2 separate regions of the Rattus norvegicus genome follow, and region 2 is linked to region 1. A link is a contact called in public Hi-C data. All regions are on one chromosome and are shown on one strand. Each heading gives the region's core, a stretch centred on a gene start, on an enhancer-like site or on the middle of the called end of the contact. The rest is flanking DNA. Distances are from core to core; before and after follow the strand shown.

Evidence for each region. A called contact is a pair of places that touch in the nucleus more often than the background predicts.
Region 2: a Hi-C map of kidney shows a contact between it and region 1, with 5 times the contacts expected there. The contact joins the promoter of Eif2b5 here to the promoter of Psmd2 in region 1. A contact is called at or near these places in 12 of 12 Hi-C or Micro-C datasets (the A7r5 cell line, the Rat2 cell line, Schwann cells and 7 more) and 1 of 1 datasets of contacts at active chromatin or transcription factors (oligodendrocytes).

Annotation. Positions count from the first base shown.
Region 1 is chr11:93,759,870-93,765,885 of GRCr8, forward strand. Psmd2 (proteasome 26S subunit ubiquitin receptor, non-ATPase 2) reads right to left here and starts at 3,519. Exons shown (of 21, transcript NM_001031639.1): 1 at 3,380-3,519; 2 at 2,916-2,972; 3 at 2,482-2,646; 4 at 1,329-1,450; 5 at 963-1,187; 6 at 586-744; 7 at 296-440; 8 at 63-123. The coding sequence starts at 3,514. It overlaps LOC102551589 (a long non-coding RNA gene), which reads left to right and starts at 3,591. Exons shown (of 5, transcript XR_010056204.1): 1 at 3,591-3,757.
Region 2 is chr11:93,906,698-93,912,170 of GRCr8, forward strand. It overlaps Eif2b5 (eukaryotic translation initiation factor 2B subunit epsilon), which reads right to left and starts at 2,103. Exons shown (of 16, transcript NM_138866.2): 1 at 1,888-2,103; 2 at 746-870. The coding sequence starts at 2,067. LOC134481032 (a long non-coding RNA gene) reads left to right here and starts at 3,755. Exons shown (of 2, transcript XR_010056206.1): 1 at 3,755-4,146; 2 at 4,983-5,175.

The DNA of each region.
Region 1 (6,016 bases), core at 2,269-4,768:
TTCCCAATACAATTGGAACAGTGAACCGTCCCTCCAACGCCCACACAGGGCTAGCTACTCACTGTTATTCTCTAGGTGGGTTTTGTAGATGTCATCAGGCACCTTGGGCTCCATGATGTCCAGCTGAAGAGAAGCCAGAGGGTCACAACTGCTTCCCCAGAACTCCCCCAGCTGTCCCTTCTGCTATCCCACTGAATAGCAACTCTAACCAGGGAGTCTATTGAAAGGTATTAGTCAGGGAGGTGGAATGACAGACAGAACATCAACCAAAACCTTTCGGGGCAAAAGCCCTTACCTCCCGAGCTAAGGCCAAGAAGTTGCTGTTGAGCTGGACATTGGACATGATTTCTGTGAGGTCTTCGTATTCCTCTACATCTTCACTCAGCTCCAGGAACACTCCATGCCGACCCAGCATGAAGGCCATCTGCTTCTGGACCACCCTGTGGGGAAAGCCGTCACACCTGCTCTCTCCGCCACCATGGGACAGAAAGCCTCCCTGGTTCCACCAAACACTGCTAAGTCTCTGATTTTCACACAAAGCACATACGCAGACTCATCCCTCCCTTTGCCGATTTCTCTACATACACATCCTTGCAGGAGGTGAAAATGTCTTCTACCAGTTCCATGTCATTGAGCATCAGTGCCAATCTCAGAGCTTCAGGGAAACGGCTAAACTTTCGGAACACGCCCAGGGCACAGCGCAGGAGGGCAGAGTTCTCAGGTTCTGGTACATAATTCACACAACTACAAAGTCAAAAGCAGTACAATTTCAGAGAGTGCAATTCATTTACTTCTTTCCCAAGTATGCACACTGAGTACCTAATATATGGAAGGCAATGTACTACGTTCCAGGATTACTAAGGAAACACAAAGTTTCTGCCTTCAAGAAGCAACCCTGAGATCCCCAGGAGACCAATGCTGAAGAGGCAGGCCTGCTACCCTGCTCTCCTGTCCGCCCTTACCTGGTGAGATAGAGGCAGACCTTGGAGTATGCATTCTCATCGATGTCCTTCTCCAGCATATCCACCTGCTCGATCTCCATGAGCAGGTCACAAGCCTCGTGCTCAGCATTGTGAGCCATGTTGTAGGGGACGATTTCCTTTACCAAGGTAAGCAATGGTTCCCGCTGTGCTTTCTCTGCATCATCCAGTTCCTGCCACTCCTTAGCCACTTCTCCTGCCAGATGTCTACGGAAAGACAGGCTCATTAGTGAAGCAGGTCCCTGGGAGTCAAGAATTCAGTGTCTGGGGGATTCAACGCATTCAGTTTCCAAACCAACAGAATAATGCCCCCAAGTCCCTTCTCACCCCAAAAAGAAAATGCCTTACCTGACATACTCATGACCCCACGATGCCAATTCTTCCTGGGAGCCCACTAGCCGATACTTGAGGCACTCCCGCTCACCACTCATGGTCATGGCCAAAACAGAGATGATGTCAGCAGCAAAGCACTGTAAGGAAAACAGCATGTGCCATCACACAATCAAGATCACTGCCTGCAAAACTCACCAATAAAATCTATTATATACTAGTCCCCATAGTCCATGCCAAAGCCTTACAAAAGTGGTGTTGCTAGCTCCCTCTGAAGCTAGCCTAACTCAAGAGTGACAAACAATGGGGGGATCAAAGAAAGACGCTTCGCAGTTGTAATATTAGGAGACAGTGTGTCTCATTGCATCACACTGCCTAGTTTGGCCTCAATATTCTACACTTAAGAGGTCCCGAGTCGGGGCTGGAGAGATGGCTCAGCGGTTAAGAGCACTGGCTGCTCTTCTAGAGGTCCTGAGTTCAGTTCCCAGTATCTACATGGGGGTTCACAACAGTCTAACTCCAGTTCCAGGGGATATATTCCCGGCCTCTGGCCAGTACAGATAGATACTACACACAGAGGATACACATCAGGGAGGGAAGGCATTCATCTATGTAAATATAAAAGTAAATTCTAATATTTTACTTAAATTTATTTTAAAAACAAATTTTATTTTTATTATATATTATTTATTTTATTTACAATTTAGAAGGCCAAGCAAACTGGCTTATGCTTATAATCCCAGCACTCCAGAGCTGAGGCAGGAGAGCCATAAACTGAAGCTCTGTCTAGGCCACATTGAGAGTTTGAGGGCAACTAGAGTGGCTGAGGAAGAGGGGTCAACGTTTAAGAGGACTTCCTGAATGCTCGTGAAGATCAGAGTTCAAATCCCAAAACCAACCATAAACACTAAGGGTCTCTAGGCATGCATAGGCACATGCACACACGCAGAAACACATCATGCTAAAAAGCCTTAAGGTATAATGAAGCAGAAACTTCCAAGGAGCTGAGCAGCATTTACAGGCTCCTCTTTTAGGAGAATCATAGTCTCATTAGGATGAACTGTCCACTCAGGTGAGGTCCGCTAGGCTTTCAGTGACTTACCATGGTTCTTGTTTTCTAGCTCAAAAAGGAATTATTCAACTGGACAGACCCTGCCATATTCTGAATTACCTTATTCTCCCCAGGGGCCATGTTCTCATAGATTTCCTTCAGTTTGCCATAGTGTGGACGCAGAAATTTGAGAGGTTTCGGTACTGAGGTCATGGAAGTTGTAGAAGAACGGATTTGTCTTCTCAGTTCCTCCAGAGCTGGTCGGTACAGGGATGTATCCTTTTCCTGAGAGGGGATGTTAGTGCTTAGATCAAAAGGAATCATATTCCTCCACATCATAACTCACACATACCTAAGCAACGCTTTGCTCAAAGACATAACTGACTCCTATCCCATGATTCCTCAACCCCTGAGACACATGACCCCATACCCTTTGTAACTCTTTTCCCTCAAACTATCATAATATCTAATATGTGATATCTAATTGTTGCCTCAAAATGAAATAAATGGGAAATATCCAACTACATTCTCCCTGAAGTAACATCTTGACTCACCCCGAGTCGCTCCACGAGCATCTCCAGTTCATCTTGAAGCTGTTTGTCCTCCTCAGACTGGAGGGTTAGGGGAAGAAGCTCATCAAAAGAAGGAACCCGAATCACATTCTCCTCCCACTCACCCCGGTGCAGGTGGAGAGTGTGAATGTCTATTGGCAAGAAGAGGCAGTGAGATAGGAAAGCAGCATTGCTGGAAAGGCTGTCTAACTTCTGAACCAGGCAGGCTCTGCTTTCGGAAGCCATTCTAGAAAATAGCCAAAGACCCGCGATGTGGTGGTGAGGGCCTCGGGGGTGGCAGTGCGTAATGGGGTGGGGAATGGGGCGGAAAGGGCATAAAGTCAGGGTCTCCCCATTCTGAGTTCCCCGGTGCGGTGGGCAGTAGGGAGTCGGGCCCGAGGCCTTCAAGCCAGCAGTGACTCAGCCCAAGGCCTCCTCCTCCTCGGGATCCCTAGGCTGCGTCTCACCAGCTCCTGCTCTTTATCTTTTTCCCCGGCATCCCGTCGCTCCTTGCCGCTCGACTTCTCGTCCGCGCCGCTGGGGGCTGTCGCTGAGGGTTGTTGGGACTGCACGGGTGTCTTGTCTCGTCCACCCTCCTCCATCTCCGCCACTACTGCCGGCCTACTGCGCGCGCACCTGCTGGCACCGCCCCTTTTCCCAGATTGCAACGCGCGCGTCGTCCTCCAGACCGGAAACGCCCGGCGGATCCCGAGTTCCGCACTCTGAGGCAGCCGGGAAATTACTGTTCCGGCATCTAGCCGAACTACTAGTGTTGGGTTAGGGTGTCTCTGACGCGGAGATGCCTAGCTCTCTGAACCCGTAGCTTCACCACAGCTGGATGCTTGGTACGATGAGAAGGTCATCCTGAAGGCAGAGCGTCCATACATTTTCATGTTTGCTTTAGTCCTCTGTAGGAAATTTCTACCAGTTTCTGTTTTCTATGACTTCTATCACAGATAACGAAATCCATCCATCCATTCATATACACATACATATATCAGGTACATACTATATGCATAGTATATAATCATAAGTGTGTGTGTAATCAACAAATCAACAGTCACATACCAATCAGTATGTTGGAGATAAATTGGAAATTGTGCCCTAAAATGGTTTATCAAAAAGGCGATGAGTCCAGATGAAGAGTTTGTTGGTGTGCATTTCAAGTTATTTTAAGTATACATTGTTTTGAAATAAAAACTTGGAAAGGTGAGAGAAACTCAAACTTTAGAAACATGATATTAGAAACAAACAGCTGTGTGGTTTCTATAAACCAGTCTGTTTTCTGCCTATGTGAAGCACAAAAACTTTCTCTTGTAAAAACACTTAAAGAATAAAATGAGTCAATATGTAAGCCAGGCATCATGGCCCACACTCTCAATCCCAACATTTGGGATTAAATTCTGAGACAAAGGCAGGCAGATCTCTGTGTGTTCAAGGCTAGCCTGGTCTACATGGTGAGTTCTAAGCCAGCCAAGAACTACACAAGGAGACCCTGTTGAAATAGTGTCTAACTTTTTACCCCACTTGGGGTGATAATGCTCCCCTCAAGAGCCAACGACTAACAGAAATCTCAGTGCCAGGCACAGTAAACCTTCCTCAGAGTTGTTGGTCAGGGAAATCCAAGAGACTCCTAAAACAATACAAGCTATGCCTGTTGCCCTGGGTTGCCTTTGAGAACCAGAAGGTAAGACTTTATTACTGAGGACACCAAACATTTCACTTGGAGGAATTGAGTGAAACTGACCAGGAGGCGTCCTCCCTGAGAACTAGTTCTCATAACGTCTTAAGATGCTCTGCAAGCTGACAAGGAGAAGAGCAGTCAGTGGTCCTAACCAACTGTAAAGCTTATAAACCAGAACGATCAGCTCAGTGTAATATCCCCAAAGGTGCAATAGTGGTACTTTTATATCGAGGGTAACAACCAACCACCTAGCTGGACTTGAGTCCTGCTCAATAGGAGGGAATTCTTGCTAAGTACTGTAAATCTAGCCAACTAGAGTTGCAATTAAGGCTACATGGTGAGATTGGGTCAGTCACTAATTTTCTGTATGTGATATTTTCCTAAGAGCCAAGTGTTTTATGGAGATTTTTACTGTTTACTTTAGAAATGACAGCAGATGGTACCTTCACTCTTTTATTATTGATACCCAGGTAGGAATTATATTGTGGCCCTACCATTTATAATCCAACCATCCTACACATTTCACATTTGTGAATACTCTCCAAGTTGGCATTCTGTCGGTAAGGAATGCTTTCTTCAGTTTTCAGTTGGTAAATTCTAGCGTCCTCTGAGCGCCAGCCCGGCGCCACCTTCTAGGATACTTTTCCTTTCTTGCCTCTCAGGCTTTGCATTTCTTTGCTGAGCTCATGCTTTCCTTGACACATCTCTCTCCCACCTTGTACTCTAAGCTCCTGGAGGTCAAGGAACTGTATTTGACTGTCTTTTTGCCCTGCCTGGTTTGAGACAGGCCTTAACAAACATCTAACAGATGGTGGCCATGTCTTTGCATTGGCCCTTAGCTCAGCTTCATACTTAATAAGACTTTGAGGTTTCTCTTTGGAACCCAGAACTACAAATTGGAAAACTGTCAGGATTCTCCACTGGCGAACCATGGTAGCCCTTTGAAAATGTGCTTACTTTTTATGAAGTATTCTCTTCTAGCCCGATATTTTTAGCGTTTACCAAGGGTAAGATCGTCTTTCTTGGCAGGCTTCCTTACTTTGGATGGGAATAAATTGCCCAATGGGATAGCATAGATGCCTAGCATTGTTCATTTTCTCTTCTGGCTCAACACAACAGAATGTATAACACAGCTATTCCTCAACTTGACAGGACTGTTAAGTGTGAAGGTGACATATACCTGAGGTTCACCTTGCCTCACTTTGAGTACCAAGTCCCTGTGTATTGCTCTACAAAGAGGTTCTACTTTAACCCTGGTTCACTGTGAATAAGTTTCTTGCAGCTATCTGGTTATTTGGTATATGACCTGGGAGAACTGTGTTGCATGGAAAAACACCTGTTGCTGGTAATGGTCCCACTCAGCATGATGAATTTGACTGGCAGACAGATATCTGCATTTGACCTAGGAAATTAACTGCTG
Region 2 (5,473 bases), core at 853-3,352, 150 kb after region 1:
CTTCCTGCCAGCGTCTCTGGCTTCAAAGAGACGCGTGAACCATAATAAATGGTTTCGGCTTCCAGTGTCATTAGTTTTATGTGTTTGAGAAGTATGACCATTTCCTTTCTATACCTTGACTCCCGTCTTGAAATGTGAGTTTGAATTTAAAATCCTATGAAATCTAGGCTATGAAAGTATTCTGGGAACACATTTTTTTTTTCAAGTCATCTTTCTTGTTCTGAGTCTGTATCAACTTTAAGCACGGTAACATGGAAAACATGTTCAGTATACTAGTCTTTACTTCCAAAACTCATAAATTCCCAGACTAGCTCTTCCAAATTTTAACAAGCATCTCTTAAGAACTTACAGTGGGCTTGAAACTAAGGAGGGCAGTGGGGGAGACAAGGGGAAAGAACTTGTTCCTGTCACTGGGGGGTCAGAACAGACAGTGTTTAGAAATTCAGTGGGAAAATAAAGATGCTCTTCCAATAACATACCCACTGGAACATAAAAAGCAAAACTCACTGGAACGAACTTTGAAAGACTCAGAAAATCATAGCCAAGCCTTTCGATTTCCATCACTGAAACCTCAAGGCAAAGAAAGCTCCAGCAGCTTCTCTCAGGACACGTGAAGAAAACACTAAATCATACACGAGCTCAGAACAGATGCAGTTTTCCTCATGTCTCTACCTCGTCAAACCCATGCTGGAAGGACTGGAAAAAAGACGGTGAAGCATGGAAAGGAAAAATTCCCGAGCCTTACTGTAAGTGTTCTTTGATCTGAGCAGCCTTCCAGCAGCAAAAGACAAATGTTTCCTGTACACCCGTGGCAGTCAAGAATTCCAGAGTATAGTCGATCAGCGCGACATTGGCCAGGGGCAATAGGACCTATAGGGCAGGATATGAAAAAGTCTGAGGTCTTCAAGCCATTATTATACTTCAGGTACCCCACTGCAACAATGTGCCTTTCATCGGGGCTTGCAGACACTACAGTTTGCTTTACCCTTTTATTCTAAAGCAAATAGGCCCAAAGGTTCAGTCTAAGATTTGGGCCTAGTAGACATGGTATCAGACACAGAATATGTTATAGGAAACCAGGGCTGACATTAAGGACAAATGTTGGCCCTAAATCATAGCTCTATAACTCTAAGCACTAAGACCTTCTTCTCATAGAATTTCCTCCTATTGACACTGAGTCACAGAAATCATTCAAACACTTGTCAAAAGTGAACAGTCGTTAGCCTTAGGAATTCTTAAGTAAAAGGCAAATCCCTGTTTGCTGAGGGACCGAGCAGTCTGCAAGCCCAATACCAATGTCCTATGTCTAGGTAGTTCCAAGGCTGAGGGGAACCCACTCGGTTCCCCTTGCAGCAGATGGGAGGAAAAGAGCCCGTACCAGGCCGAGATCTAGCCTTTTTCCCTTTAGGTATATATTACCATCGCTTTTTGAAGCATTTTTTAAATTGCCCATGTCCTGCAAGGTTAGAGGCAATGGAGGCCCCCTTGCGCTACTAAATCCCCCTGGGAAGGCTTCTTTCAAACACTGATTTTTTTTTTTCCTTTTCTTTTTTTCGGAGCTGGGGACCGAACCCAGGGCCTTGCGCTTGCTAGGCAAGCGCTCTACCACTGAGTTAAATCCCCAACCCCCTCAAACACTGATTCTATACACAGCCCTCTCAATCCTTCTCAAGGCTGGGCAGACAGCCCTGCGAGAATCCATATTTGCTAGCTACTCATCTGGACGGACAGCCACCGGGGTTTCAGTCAGTCCCTCCACTTTCTCTCAACCAGAAAAACTCAACTTTATGGTAACTTTCAGAACACGCTTCACTAGCAAGCTGCAGTGGCAACTTGTAGCCCTGCTACCCTCCAGGCCCGCAGGTTGCTCGCGTGCCGGGTCCTCACCCGAGGCTGGTCCTTGGAGATGGGGAAGAAGCGGCGGTCGAAGCTATCGGCCACTAAAACTGCCTGGAGGGGCGGCGGCGGCTCCTCCTCCGCACCTTGGGTTCCACCGCCGCCGGAGCCGCCGCCGCGTTTGTTCGCTCGGCCGCCTACAGCGCTGGGAACCGCCGCAGTGGCTGCCATTTTGCTTCGCAGTCAGCACGTCCGCCGGGAAGCCACACCGCACGCAGTAGGGGACAAAAAGGACTCGCAGTCAAAACGCGAAGGTGTGATTGCAAGGAGAGAAAGAGGAAGGAGTGCGCATGTGTATACTAGCAGGCCCCACCCACCCCCGTGCAAGGCCAGAGCCGGGGCGTGGCAGACCGTGCTAGTTTTGTAGGAGTTGGCGGTACTGGGTGGTGCACTTACCACGGAGGGGTGAGATCCCACCGTTGTCAAACTCGGTCAGCGAGTGCTGCTGAGTTAGGCAAGCTAAGATGGCAGCGAGCTGAGTAGGCTTGTGATCGCCCGGCAGGAGTCTGCAGCTTCCCTGCCCAGAGCTGGAGAAATCGCTCATCGGTTAAGGGCACTTACTGCTCTTGCAGAGAATCCAACTTCGGCGCCCAGCGCTCACGTGGTGGCAAGCAACTATGCACAATTGCAATTCTGTGGTGTCCAACTCACTTTCAACTGGACACATGCCTGTGGAATACATACAAGCTGGCAAAACACTCTTCCACATAAATCTAAAAATTAAATGTAGCTCTCCACTTGCAATTCTAGTCATCTAAGGGGATCTGTCGTCTTTGGGAGGGAACCCACGATCTGCCCAAATACTGAACGTGGAGGCAAGCGGTTAATTTTTTTTTTTTTTTTCGGAGCTGAGGACCGAACCCAGGGCCTTGTGATTGCTAGGCAAGCGCTCTACCACTGAGCTAAATCCCCAACCCCAAGCGGTTAATTTTACGGAGCACCCGCGGATTATGGGCTAGGTCGTGTCCCTTCCCTCCTCCGTGTCCCCTCCCTCCTCCCGTTCTGGAAATACGACCTAAAGCACGGGCATTTCTTAAACATTTAAATCAGACCAAGGAAGCACGCCCAACTAGTGAGTGGAAAGACTGGTGCTGGGGCTCATCTGACTCCCTAGTTCCACAAGCGTTATCACAGAAGAGGCTGGATCTAAGAGCAGCAGTAAACTGTAGGATTGGGGCGTAGTAAGCAAGCTTTTCAGGCTGGACGCTGAAGCAGAGCAACAGGTTTCGGGAAAAGAAGCTGTGGCCGCAGTTTATAAATCAAGCTTAAGGCTGAGGAAGCAATGGCACACAGCCTGGGCGTAATTCTGTCAAGCCAAAAAATTCCTGTAAGCAATCTGTGCCCATTCAGCACCAGAACCTCTGCTAATCCCACAGCCTGCAGGTTTCAGCAACTCCCTCTGTTGCTTCCACCCACCTCCCCCAGATGCCCTCTCTCCCCACAGAGAGTGGTTAGTTTGTGTTTCTACAGTTTAGATTCCTCATGGAACTCAGAAACCTGTTATTTCTTTCTTCGCTCAGTTAAGGAGGGTGCTGTGAGAACAACATTTGCTTTTGAAAACGTCGGTACAAAGAGGGAAAAGGTTAGTAAAAAAATTTCAATTAAATCAATGTAGTACAGGTCACCCAAGGGTGTATATTTCCACCACCGACTGAGACAGGAGGAAGTGAGATCTGCAGTGAGGCCTCGCGACAACTGATCAAACGGGTAGGCAAACACGACCAAAATAAAAGAATGTATACATGTACGTTCTGCGTGATTGATTGGTTGCGCTACAGATCTTCATGAAAAAGAAAAATGTGCACTTGTGGGAATTCTTACACGGGCACACACAGGGCTCCCAGAAATGCTGGATGTGGAGTTCAGGGGCTTGTGAAATTAGGTAACACTGCCCCCTAGAGATCAGTGTGATGCAATGTGCCTGCACCAATTCCCAGAGTCTATGTCATAGACTTTATGACAGAGGTTGTTTGTTTGGTTTTTTTTTTTCTTTTTTGTTTTTTGTTTTTTGTTTTTTTTTGCGATAAGGTCTCACTCTATATCCCTTCCTGCTGTGGTATTAGTCACTGACTATACCAGGCTAGCCTCCAACCCATGGAGACCCACCAGACTCTGCCTCTCAACTGGTGGGACTAAAGATGTGGGCCACCATGCCCAGCCTATGAAGTCATTTTTAATGTGGAGGTTTTCTGTACTGTGGAGTAGGAACCAGACGTATCTATGGTGTATATGGAGGCCAGAGGGTCTGTGGTAAGGGATTTTCTTTCCTATTCTGAGAAAGCACTGCCCAGAGAGTGTCTCCAGTCTACAGGGGTCAGTAGTTACAGGTATAGTGTGAAGTTGTGCCTGGCTTGCTAGTTATTCAACTCCCCCCAAGGAATGTGCACCCTGCAGGAGGGCAGAAAGGGATGTAGACCGTCTTGCTCACTCAGTTCTGTCCCAGTTTTATCTTTGAACATCCTGAGTCCTGGACTGAGGAAATCCTGAGTCCCTGGTACACTGAAGTGTTTTGACCGCCATATAGATGGCAACTAGACATCAGTAATTTGGTGTGGGAACTCCCTCCAACACACATAATTAGTAGACATGGCCAGCCCTTCCAAACCTCTTAGAATATGCGAGTCATAGGAAAGCAACACAATGTTGCTTATTGGGAGATGTTAGTGACAGAAAAAAAAAAAGCTTAATTAGCCGGAGAGAAAGTATGTTACCTAAAGGGAACAAAGCTTATATTGTCCTCAGGAAAGCTGAGATGGAAGCCAGCAGGTTAAGGATACACTGGCTACAGGTCTAAGAAGTAAAAGCTCCTTTAGGTCAAGAGGACAGAATCTCTATCCTGGGTGGAGACCAAACATTCCAGTTCAATAACCTGGCCAAGGAACCACCCCTAGGAAATTTAGGCTCTCCTTAAGCCACACTAAAAAGACGGGTCACATGATTTCCCCTTGATGAGAGACGCTGTGTTTTTTCTCCCACTCCCACGATTCTTAGCCCCTGCTCAGTCTTTACAAGTCAATCAGCCATGAAGTTCTTTGGGTCTGAGTTAGGACTCATAAAGGTCCTTTTTATTTTTCTGTCTTTTTCAGATACTGGCTAAAAATTAAGGATACTTTCTCCCTCACACCCAGTTGGCTGCCTGTTCACTTTGGATCTGACCTTCATACAGGCTCAAATGGCTTTTCTCCTCACCCCACCTTCCTCCAGCAGGCAGTTAATGGGGTTTGCAGCTTGCCTACCTTGGGTTTTTTTTCTTTTAAATTATAATTAAATTGTCCTTGAGCTTCAGTTTGAGTTCCTTTTTGTTGGCTAAGTGCTTTATACCAAGCCTAATGACCTGAGATTAACCCCTGGACTGACTCCTACAAGATGTCCTCTGATCTTCAGTAGTGCACACACACACACACACACACACACACACACACGCACGCACACACACACACACTCAATAGACTGATAAATGAATGAGTTGTTGAGATTTGGTCTGTTGCTATGTATTATAATGCTAAATATTGGTCCCCAAGGTCTGGTTGCCCCCAGGGATGAGGAAATCCTCATGCACACCAAGGGATGCTATATG